Regions from separate parts of the Mus musculus genome. Here regions 2 and 3 are each linked to region 1. Evidence: chromatin contacts called from public Hi-C and Micro-C data. All regions are on one chromosome and are shown on one strand. Each heading gives the region's core, a stretch centred on a gene start, on an enhancer-like site or on the middle of the called end of the contact. The rest is flanking DNA. Distances are from core to core; before and after follow the strand shown. Region 1 holds the start of Tab2 (TGF-beta activated kinase 1/MAP3K7 binding protein 2). Region 2 has its middle 17 kb from the start of Ust. Region 3 holds the start of Sash1 (SAM and SH3 domain containing 1).

Region 1 (3,650 bases), core at 1,055-3,554:
GACACTACAAATGCCCTAGATTCATCAAATATGACTTTTAAAATGCTTCTAATTACCAATATTTAAAACTTATCACCACTCTCTGTATGTGTATGGCAGATAGGAAGTATACATCCACACAGAAAAAGCATATAGAATATACATATTTTTTTTTCTGAGCCACATGGGTAAAGTTTTATACATTGTGTTCTTTTACCTCTTTAACCCTTCAGTGTGTTTAAGAATATTGTAATGAAGAACAAATTTCAGAAGGTTAAAGATAACATAATACTTACATTGTCTCTGTAGTCCTAACTTTACCTAACTTTACCCAGTTATCCCAATACAAACTACTTTGTAACCTTTTCTTTCCCAGCAAGGGATCCGCCTTGGGGTCTCATGTCGCATTAGGATGTCATGCTCTTTAGCATCCTTTAATCTGCGATCTTTGATTCTTACAAGATCCCAGAAGGGGTTTGTTCTGTTTTGTTTTTTGTTTGTTTGTTTTTAAAGGCATTAGTTCTTTCATAGAGTTTTCCTCTACATAGCTATCTGGGGCTTTCTCTTCATTAGAGATCCAAGCTCTTCAAATTTGGGCAATGATGTACGATTATATCTTCTCTTCCTTTTCTCAAACCCATTACATTTGTTTATATGGAAAATATATTTCTATTAAAATGTGTACACGTACATTTCAGAAAACAAATTTTGAACAGGAACTATTTTTTTCTTAATCCACTTCTATTATTTCAGCAGTATATGTTCGAATTGTGCCTCAGTTTAAGAGAAGTACTGTTTATTTAATAATTTCTTCAATTTATCTAAAATCATTACACTGACTATGGAAATAATTCCTCAGAGAACTGTAGTATTAGGGCTCAATGGCGTCTGTTACTGTGAATTAATGAAAACAGCATCTACTATGTGAATTATAATTTACTTTTACTTCGAACACAGAAAAAACACTTTTTCAAAGTATATACTTTTACTTTCTTAATGTCAACCGAGAGAAAAATTTAAAAGTTCCAATGTTGTAAATCATTAGCACTCTGACTTCTGGCGGGCTAAAAGTTTTTAAGTAGAGCTAAACCCCAATATTTCAGGTACTTTGTAAAACTGAGTGTAAAAAGGAAGTGAAAGGGTTTTAAGTGTTTAAAAAAGGGGCTTTAAAAACAATAAGCAATAAGCACCTATGGAGCTTATACTGATAACAGAATAATAAAAATAGTCCTTCCGGATTTTTTTCGGTAGTATGAATTTCTTCAAGGAAGAAACTGGCAGCGATATGCACACTTTGGACAGGGTCAAGAAGAAGAAAAAAAAAGCCTTTTTTTTTTTTGCCATATGAAACCGCCAAGATTTTAAAATATTTTACATTGTGAGAAACATCTGAACGTTGACCACCACCACCCAACCCCACCCCACCCCGAGGGAAAACGAAGCACATCTTTAAGAAGATAGAAACCAGAAGTGTCCCCTCCCCCGCGTCTCCCCTCGAAGCTAAAGTGTCTTTGGCTCTGCTTCTAGGTCTTCTAGGAACGTGCAGTTACAATCGCAACGACTCGCTTGATTCTTTAGATCGTTCTCTCTGCGGGCCCCCACTGCTGATCAAGGAAAGTCCAGCGGCCGAGCCAAACTCCGCTCGGGTCCCGCGGCTTCCAGGACGCGTCCCGCACCGCCCGGTCTCCATCCGACCCGCCGTCCCTCCCGGGTCACCCGGTAGCTCGCGGCCTGGGCGCGGCCCGGCTCCAAGGGGGTGTGTCCGGCTCGCGGCCCCGCAGCCCCGCAGGCCCGGCGCTCGCCTCCGCCTCAGGCCCACCTGCCCCGCGGCCCGTCAGGGCCTGCAGGGTCCCGCCCGTCTCCCCGAGCTGGGCCGCCGGCTCGCACGGCTCGCCCTGCTCGCACAGCCCGCCACCCGCTTCCGGAGCCGCGAGGCCCTCGGCGGCGCGCGCACCGCTCGGCTCCTCTCTCTCTCCCTCCCTCCCTCCCCGTCCGAGCGTGAGGGACCCGCGTGCTCCTCCTCAGCCCGCGCCGGGACGCGTCCCCTCCGGCCACGGCGAGCCGGGAGTGGGGACGGCGGCTGGCGGAGGTGGGGCGTGGACAGAGCATCCCCGCCACCCGGCGGAGGGAGGCCTCGTCACGGCCGCCGCCTCAGATCTCGCGGTGTTTGCCGGCCGCCGCGCCGCCATATTGTGTGGCCGTATTTTGATGCGGACTGGGCTGGCGGAGCCGCGGCGCGAGCGGGCGAGCGAGCGAGAGCTGGGGGGGTGGGGGGAGGGCAGGCGAGCGGCAGGGGGGTGGGGGCGGAGGGAGGCAGGGCGGCCGTGCGAGCCGGAGCCGAGCAGCGGGCCGCGGCGACGCCGCCCCGGCCATCGCTTTGATCCGCGGCAGGCGCCGGCGGCGGGGCGCCCCAGGCCGACCCCCTCCCCTCCCCCTCAGCCGCGAGCGGCGGCGGCGGCCGGAGGGAGTTGGCGGCGGCCGGGCGGAGGGGGCCGAGCGGGGAGGGAGGGAGGGCTGAGGTGTCCCCCCTGCCGGGTGGAATCGGCGCTGGCGGCGGCCGCGGTGACGACGGGGGAGACGGCTGCCCAAGTGGGAGAGGCGGCGGCGGCGGACGAGGAGGAGGGGGAAGCCGCGGCGGCGGCGAAGGGTAAGCGGACGGCGCTGCGGGGCCTCGGCGGGATCCCTCCCCACCCCCCACCCCCCCCACCCCCAGCCCGGCTCCCCGCGCCTGCAGCGGCTCGGGGACCGGCTCTGCCTGGCGCGCGAAGCCCTAGCGGGGCGTCCGCGCCTTCCTCGCCTTCGTCCGCCGCTCCGCCCGGGTCCTGCCCGCGGTGGCGAGGCGCAGGGAGGCCCCCCAAGTCCTGCGGGGAGGGTGGGGGCGGGGAGCCTGGGGCCTGGCCTGGGCTCCGGGGCGTCGGGGGAGGGGGACCGGGCCTGCCCCGGAGCCCAGCGCCGGAGAGAGCCGGGGGTGGGGGTGCCTTGGCCCCCGGTCCGCCCCCAGGCCTGTGATCTGGAAGTGGGAGGGAGGGAACCAGACGCCTTTGGGGGAACCCAGGTCTGGATAACGATGACTTCGGGGCCCGCGAGTTAAGGGAGAGCCGGGGAAGTTAAGTGCAGGGTAAAGAGGAAGCACCTCTCTCGCTTTGCTTTCCGATTTTGCTTGTCTGCAGCCTTCTTCCAAATGGGCAGCACGCCCCGCTGTGAAGAGGTTGGGGCCCCCTTAGAGTCCACAGGACTACTCTGATTTTCTTGCCCCGAGATAGTGGTTGGAAGAGGAAGACTTAACAAGGGTCCCTGGGTGTTGCTGACAGGTGACAGGTGGATCTGTCTGTTGCTGATGCTGTAGAATCCTTGGCTCATAATTGTAGGCCGAAAGTGTCAGGGAGCGTGTGAGTTTGTATTTACGTGTTTGGCCAAGTTTCATTCCATATATAGTATATTTGAGATGCTAAGTTTCCATTCAAGTCAGCTTAATTGTTATGGAGGAATTCTTCAAATGTTTCTGATAAGAGGGGTTTTCAGGAGAGTGGTGGAGACTTGCAGCCTCCTGGAGCTTTTATTCGAGTCTCCGTGAAGTTCGGGTTCCCAAAAGCATTGCAGGCTGTTGGTAAATGGGCTTCTAGTCATTGGAAAGTTCTTGGACACAAATGCAGTATTCGAGGCAGCAGCCA
Region 2 (3,880 bases), core at 1,247-3,746, 580 kb before region 1:
TTAGTCACCTGTGGCACTATTGAGAGGTGTGGCCTTGGAGGGAATGTGGCCTTGTTGGAGGAATTGTGTCACTGGGGGCTGGCTTTGAGGTTTCAGAAGCTCAAGCCAGACCCAGTCTTCTCTCTCTCTCTCTCTCTCTCTCTCTCTCTCTCTCTCTCTCTCTCTCTCTCTCTCTCTCTCTCTCTCTCTCTCCTGCCTGCAGATCTAGATGCAGAACTCCCAACTACTCTCCAGCACTATGTCTGCCTGGATGCTACCATGCTTCCTGCCATGATGACAACGGACTGAACTTCTGAACCTGTAAGTCAGCCCCAATTAAATGTTTTCCTTTATAAAGTTAAATGTTTTCCTTTATAAAGGTTGCTGTGGCCATGGTGTCTCTTCACATCGTTAAAAACCCTAAGACAGATAGAAGTCTACATTTAAGGCCAGAAATAAATATAATTTTAGGAGGCTTATTAAAGATAAGACCAAAAGTTACAAATACAGAATTATTTTTCAGAGTTAACATTGATTTTAAAATGACAAAAATATTTACAAGATAGCCTGGAGAGATGGCTCAGTGGTTAAGAGCACTGACTGTTCTTTCAGAGGTCCTGAGTTCAATTCCCAGCAACCATATGGTGGCTCGCAACCATCTGTAATGGGGTCTGATGCCCTGTTCTGGTGTGTATGAAGAGAGTGACAGTATATTCATCTGGGAGGACCAGCAGTGGCCACCTTTGCATAAACACAGGGTGCCACACAGCCCACAAAGGCAACTCCTGCAGGAGGACCTTATTGAAGACTGCCTCGGAGACCAAGGATTGCTGATTCAGACAACGTCAGCCAATCAGGAACTGATGTTTGGAAGAGATGCTTGCTGGGGACCAGTGGGACGTGGGTGAAAGGCGTTAAAGGAGCTTCCTGCAGTGTTCTAACTGCTCCTGGAGTCTGAGCTGTTGATTCCAGGCCACCTCATCTCTAACCCCAAGGTAGGGTTGGGCAGCAGGCAGTCTAGGGCACAAACAACACATTTATACACAAAAAGAAGAGGAGGAGGAGAAGGAGGAGATGAAGATGAGGAAGAAGAAGAAGGAGGAGGAGGAAGAGGAGGAGGAGAAAGAAGAAAGAATTGATTAAAACGTTTTCTTAAAACGTACTTACAATAAATTATGTTTATGGGCTAGAGAGATGGCTCAGCAGTTAAGAGCACTGCCTGCTCTTCCAGAGGACTTGAGTTCAATTCCCAGCAACCATATGATGGCTCACAAATATCTGCTCTGGGATCTGATGCCCTCTGCTGGTGTATCTAAAGACAGCTACAGTGTACTCATACATAAAACAAACAAACAAACAAATAAATAAATCTTTTAAAAATATGTTTATAAAGGCAATATATGCTACCAATGTGACAAAAATCCTGAAAATGTACATAATGTTTTTTCTTAATTTCTTTAACTTCCTCTATGATATTATTTTCATTATCCATGTTGGCTATATGCCCTTTGATGGTTTCTTTATTGGACAATAATTTTAGACACAGAAACATAATTACGCCCCTCCTCTAGCAAAAATAATTGGATAAAAAAATCTTAATAATTGATATACAGGATACAAACAATAAATGACATCATACATATGCATTCACTTCATTTGTGTAGCCCAGGTTCAGATTTCTGCTACGAATTTTAAAATGATATATTTTCAATTATGTGTAGATGTGTGTGCATGTATGTGTGTATGCATGCATGTGTGTGTGTGTGTGTGTGAGCATGTGCACACTAGTGATACTACCCTTGGAGATCAAAGGCATTAGGTCCCTTGCAGCTGAAGTTGCAGACAGCTGTGAGCTGCCTGGTGGGTCCTCTGGAAGAGCAGCAAGAGCTCTTAACTGCTGAAGCATCTCTCCAGTCCTGTTTCGCATGATCTTCATCATAAAGGGAAGCACTGTGTTACTATACATTTTTTTCCTTCCTTCCTACTGTTTTTTGTTTCATGGAGGCCATCAAAAGACCTGCTCCTTCTAAATGTTCTCATCACATGACTCCATGAAACCACCCACACCCAGAGTGACTTTTTAACTTCTTCAGGACACTCGTTAAAAATTGACATGTTTTGTTAAGAACATACATATTGCCATGGTTAAGTTTCCAAACATAAACCATTGACTAATCACCCTCAGTTGCAAGCTATATGCTTGTAATAGGAAATAAATTTGAGTGAAAGTGGATATAATTTGAGAGAAAAGAGGTATGTGCTGGGAAGAAGTAGGTATGTACTGAGAGGAAGTGGGCATGTGCTGACAGGAAATAGGTAGGCGCTGAGAAGAAGCGAGTATGTGCTAAGAAGTGAGTATACTCTGAGAGGAAAGAGAATGTATTCTGAGAGGAAATGGAGATGCACTAAGAGGAAGTAGGTGTGTGCTGAAAGGAAATGGGCAGGTACTAAGAGGAAGAGGTGGTGCTCTGAGAGAAAGTGGGTTTGTGTTGAGAGGAAGTAGGTGTACTCTGAGAGGAAGTGGTTATGTGCTGACAGAAGGTAGGCATGCGCTGAGAAGAAGTGGGTGTGCTCTGAGAGGAAGTGGGTATGTGCTAAGAGGAAGTGAGTGTGTGCTGAGAAGTGGGTATGTGCTGATGGCAAACCTGTCTAGCAGGAGAAGATCAATCATATAGTTTGGTAGTGTCCAGAACAACTCAGGCCAAAAAAAGAAATCTTACTTGATAAATTAATTGGTTCTCCATGTAAGCTTTCATCTGGTAATACTATCCTGCTAGCTGCCAGGGAAGTGAAATTACTCATGAAATGAATTTGAGGGGATTTTTTTTTCTGTCTGAAAATTTAAATCACTCTATCAAAATAGAGCATTATTGGAATGGGGTATTGAGATGCTTGCCTTGAATAAGGGTATTGCTTCCTCCAGGGCTCCATATTTGCCGTTCCCTTTGCCTGATGCCCTCATCCAGGATCTTGTTATAATTTTAGCCTTAATCATTTTTCATATAGTTTTTCTCAGCTACAACTTTGCTTTGGTATTCTCCTGACCATTCTGTGTGAGGCAGAGCCTTTCAGCCACTTTTCCAGTTTCATTTTCTTTTTTGACACATGTTGGGATAGTAGCCTCGCGATTTGTCTATGTACTTATTTTATAACCTGGCCATTATAAGGCAATTACCCTGGGGACATATTACACTTGTGCTCCACTGTTCTAGAACCCATGGTGCTCTTAAGAGATGGAGGGTAGAAAGATTAGCTCTGTAACTTACTTTCAGGTTTCTGGTCCAGTCTTATACCTGAAACAATCAGTCGCCCACCCTTCAGCTCCATATGATTTCTCTGTCATCTTTTCTGATGTGTGACTTCGTTGTAGTGCTGTCTAGAGTACTAAAGGGATCCCTACACACAATGATTCCAGAGAAGCTAATTTCTTTCTTTCACAAGGGAGCTAGAGGTGGCGGCTACCCATCTCAGGTAGGCTGATCCACTCCATGAAATCATATGGAGATACACATTCCCCTCCTCGGGTCCCTCAATGTTCCTCAAAACCCTGCCCCATGTCCTTGACTGATGTTGAGCCACTTCCAGGTCCACATTGAAGTCCATGGAAGCTGGGAAATGAGACCGGAAGGGTACACACTCATCTAGGATTTGCCTACATCTCTTTTTTTTCTCACAATCCTGACTTGATCTCAGCCATACAACCACATCTATCTGCAAAGGAGCCTAGAAAATGTAGTACCTACCTATAAACGTGGCCATGAGTCCTGTTAGTGGTTTCTTTTACTGAAAGGAAACAGGAGGAAATAGGTGCAGGGGACACGTAACTCTTAGGCACCTTGGCCACAGTTGTTCATTGTCTTCCTGAAATGCTAGGTCTCCCTTGGCTTCATGACTCAATACG
Region 3 (3,946 bases), core at 1,183-3,682, 930 kb before region 1:
AGCTCATGTGTTACAGCAAGGCCTTGCTAGCTTTAGGTGACCTGGAAGCATCCTGGCCTCTGAAGGGCCAGCCGGGTAGCAATTAGCTTGACTTTACTTCCTCTTGGATAGGGAAACGGTAGCATGGAAAGGCCCTCAGGTCATCTGAGTCAAAAAGACATAGAGTCCTGATTGGTGTCTGGATGGGTTCTTCTTAGACCCAACCCCACTCCTGCTTGCATAACTCACTCTGTAGGCTTTTATGCAGAGAGCAGACTGCATGTCTCCACCTTAAAGATCCCTATAAAGTCTATTTTCCTTTTCTCACCATTTATTTTGGTGTCTTTATAGATAAAACCATTTTCTTCCTTAGTGGAGTTTGTTTCGACTCCTAGCATCAGACAGCACCAGTGCAGCTGGCAGCTGGGACACAGGTTTCTCCGACGACAGGATAAACCAATTCAAGACAAATTAAGTTCGAAAGGCAGGTTTATTGGGGGGCAGCTCTCAATCGGTTCACCAGTCCCAAGGAACAAGACCAGGGAAAGTCACCATGCAGAAAGGAAGAGGGTGGGGGGGGGGAGAAATTAAGAAAGAGGATGCAGAGAGAGAGAGAGAGAGAGAGAGAGAGAGAGAGAGAGAGAGAGAGAGTGAGTGTTGAGGGAGAAATAGACGGAGGGAGGGAAGGACGGAGGAAGGAGAGAAAACAAAATGTCTGATTATATAGGGAAGAGCCCCTGGGGGAGGGGAAGCCCAGGTCTGGTAGGCTAGGGCCAGGCAAAGGGGACTGAGGGATTCTGGAAAAATCTAGAGGCCAGGTCCACTTTGAAATGTTAAATGGGCACCTAGTTCACTCCTCCCAGCCCTGAATCCCAACATCTGGAACTGCATTAGCCCAGAGAAACTTCTGGCCTGGCTCCACTGATTCAGACTCTAGGGCTCTTCTTCAGTTACTACACTACACCACACACACACACACACACACACACACACACACACACACACACTACCCTCCCAACCAAAAAAGTTTGAGAAGGGGTGGTAAAATCTTGTGTGTGTACATTCACTTATACACATACCTGTGGACGGCAGAGTGATGTCAGGTGTCTTTCTCTACCATACACCACCTTATTTTTTGAGACATGATCAATCTCTCCATGAACCTGGAGCTTACCAGCTGTCTGGAATGGCAGCCACTAAAGCCACGAAAATCCCGATGTCTCTACTTCCCAGCCTTATAGGCCCATACTGCTATGCTAGGGTTTTACTTCTTTTTACGTTTTGACATTGTGGGTGAGAGCTATTCACCCATTACTTAGACTGCTGTTCTCAATGTATGAAAGCTGAGAAAGAGATGAAGACACTTCAGAAGTAATTGTTCTATCCGGGGGACCCTCACTTCATCCCCTCTCCACTCCACCTCCTTAATAAGGGGCAGATTCCGTGGGTTTCTTTAGTTTCACAAAGTGAGCAGCCACAAAATCAAATAGGATAGGCACTGTCATCTCTTAGAAAAAATTTTTTGATTGGTTTTTAAAAGGAGGAGGAGGGGGAGAAGAGGGAAAAAGGACCTCTTCAGGGATATTTCCCTCTGGCATTTTCACTTGATTAACATATCGAGGCCTGAACTGTGCATGGGCTTAGCGGCCATAAAATTAACTTTTATTTTGAACATACCCCTTGCCTGTTTCTTCCACGTAAAACAAAACAAAACAAAACAAAACAAAACAAAACAAAACAAAACAAAACAAAACACACCCTTACAGCTCAGAGAGGGTCTCATTTAAGTATCCGAAAACCCTAGAAGTGCACAGCACTGCGGCCACTCGGGAGCCGAAACGCCCGGACTTACGACCCAAACAATGGCTCGTGACCAGGCGAGCTTTGTCACACTTTGTTTTCCAAGAAGCCTGACAGACAGGACTGTAATTCCAGGGGTTGTCACCATACGGACTCCTCTTAAACTCGAACTCAGCGAGCGGCTTAAAGATTAACTTTCTGCAGTTTCAGTGGCGGAAGGCGCGGGTGAATGGCGCGATTGGGGACTTGTGCAGGGCCCCGGGCCCGTGGCGCGGTGGCGCTTTCAAAAGGCGATTTGTTGGCCAGGCTGAGGCTCATTTCCATGCAAAGCGCCTGACATCAGAGCACCTTTTGTTGCTAAACGCTTTCTTGAGCCTGGAGGGGAGGGAGTCATGTGGAGTTGGAAGAGCTCATTCTAAAGAGAGGGGTCCAGGACTAATTAGCCCGGGTCCACAGGCGTCACTGTCCCCTGCCCAGCCCTGCACAAACTCTCCAGTAGAGGCGAGTGGTGTGCCACCCGGAGCCGGTCCCCGAAGCAGGACGCAGCACCCGTGCGGTGTGGCTCTTGTCTCCCTGGTCCCGTGAACTCCCCGCCGCAGCCAGTGTTGTGGACTCTGCTCCAGCTACCCTGTTGCTGCGCGGGGCCGGGCTAGGAAAAGTTTCTGGAGTTGTCAATCGCGGTCGCCCGGGATCGAGGTGCCAGTCCTGGCAGTGGTGCTCGTACCCAGCGGAGCCTGGGGCATGCGACGCGGGGGCGCGGCCCGGTGACGCCGCGGGCGGGGAACTTGCGCCCCGTCGGCCGACGCGCTGCTGCGAGCGGTGGGCAGCGCGGGGACCCGGACGCGGACGCACGGGGACGCGGCCATGGAGGAGGACGCGGGAGCTGCTAGCCCGGCGCCGGAGCCTGAGCCGGAGGTGGATCCCGCCCGGGAGCTGGAGCCCGAGGCCGGTGTCTCCGAGTCAATCTCCCGCCTCTGGACCGACGTGATGGGCATCCTGGTGAGCTACCTGGGGAGGCAGGCGGGGGAAGCGGGGCTCACCCCTCGCCCACCTATTGGTCACCCTTCTTCTTTCCGCTGTATTCTCTATATAGGGGTTGAAACTGTAATTTAGAAAAACCAAACCAAACCAAACCAACCAAACAAAAAAAAAAAACCCCTACTTGTCGGGTCACATCAGAGACACCTCTTGAACAATCGACTGTAATTAGGGACACCTGCTTAGAAAAGTTGGCGTGGAAAAAGCCAGAAAGAGTAGATGTAAATACTACTTGTAAATATTTGGCGAGTGGACTCCTCATGGCCTCTCGGTATTGATGTTTATCCGCACAGGGCTTGTCCTGTGCCCATGAGAGGAAAACAACCGTTTCCTTGTGCAGAACTACCACGGTGTTTACTTGCTCTGCCCTCAGCTCTTCTAGTTTGTAGAATTACAGGATATTTGTTTTATATGTTTGGCGCTGAGAACAATAAGGCATATATTGCTGAATCTGTGCTGATAAGGGGTTTTGAACTGCCGGGCGTGGTGGCGCACGCCTTTAATTCCAGCACCTGGGTGGCAGAGGCAGTCGAATTTCTGAGTTCGAGGCCAGCCTGGTCTACAGAGTGAGTTCCAGGACAGCCAGGACTACACAGAGAAAATCTGTCTCGAAAACAAAACAAAACAATCCCCCAAAAACAAAAACAAAACAAAAACAACAACAAAAAAAACCCAAAATCAAAAACAAAACAAAACAAAACAAACAAACAAAAAAACCCAAAAACCAAAACCAACCAACCAACCAAACCCCCCCAAAAGAGGTTTTGAACTGGCCAGTGGTTAAAACTGCCTATGGATTTATCTTAGTTCTGGAAAGTAGTTCTACTGAGGATGAAATTTTACCTTGGATGGATAGGGTGTTAGCCGTGTCTCTGGTGTTAGCCGTGTCTCTTTAGGAACGATATAGTTTTCTTCATAGTGGTTAAGGTCTTGGGCTTTGGAGCGAGTTAGTCTGGTTCAAATCCCTGCTCCCCAGGGTTTTAGCAGTGCCTCTTTGGGCACGATACAGTGTTTAGTTTTCTCCATAGTGGTTAAAGTCTTGGGCTTTGAAGTTAGTTAGCCTGGTTCAAATCCCTGCTCCCCAGTTGTCTGTCTACAATTACCATATCAAGGTCATTCACTCCTGACT

What was found. A called contact is a pair of places that touch in the nucleus more often than the background predicts.
Region 2: a contact with region 1 is called in a Hi-C map of CD4 T cells, with 2.8 times the contacts expected there. The contact joins the enhancer-like site here to the promoter of Tab2 in region 1. A contact is called at or near these places in 1 of 39 promoter capture datasets (hippocampal neurons), 2 of 484 Hi-C or Micro-C datasets (CD4 T cells and natural killer cells) and 6 of 115 datasets of contacts at active chromatin or transcription factors (the 230-238 cell line, bone marrow-derived macrophages, embryonic limb bud and 3 more).
Region 3: a contact with region 1 is called in a Micro-C map of embryonic stem cells, with 8 times the contacts expected there. The contact joins the promoter of Sash1 here to the promoter of Tab2 in region 1. A contact is called at or near these places in 2 of 484 Hi-C or Micro-C datasets (embryonic stem cells and muscle stem cells) and 4 of 115 datasets of contacts at active chromatin or transcription factors (bone marrow-derived dendritic cells, bone marrow-derived macrophages, embryonic stem cells and 1 more).

Annotation. Positions count from the first base shown.
Region 1 is chr10:7,954,777-7,958,426 of GRCm38.p6, reverse strand. It overlaps Tab2 (TGF-beta activated kinase 1/MAP3K7 binding protein 2), which reads left to right and starts at 2,304. Exons shown (of 7, transcript NM_138667.3): 1 at 2,304-2,626.
Region 2 is chr10:8,534,242-8,538,121 of GRCm38.p6, reverse strand. No RefSeq gene overlaps it. Among named protein-coding and RNA genes, the nearest start is that of Ust, 17 kb to the right of the region's middle. Within about 2 kb of position 2,496, at least 26 of the 459 cell types and tissues checked have an H3K27ac peak or open chromatin away from gene starts, as enhancers often do.
Region 3 is chr10:8,884,556-8,888,501 of GRCm38.p6, reverse strand. It overlaps Sash1 (SAM and SH3 domain containing 1), which reads left to right and starts at 2,432. Exons shown (of 20, transcript NM_175155.4): 1 at 2,432-2,778. The coding sequence starts at 2,644.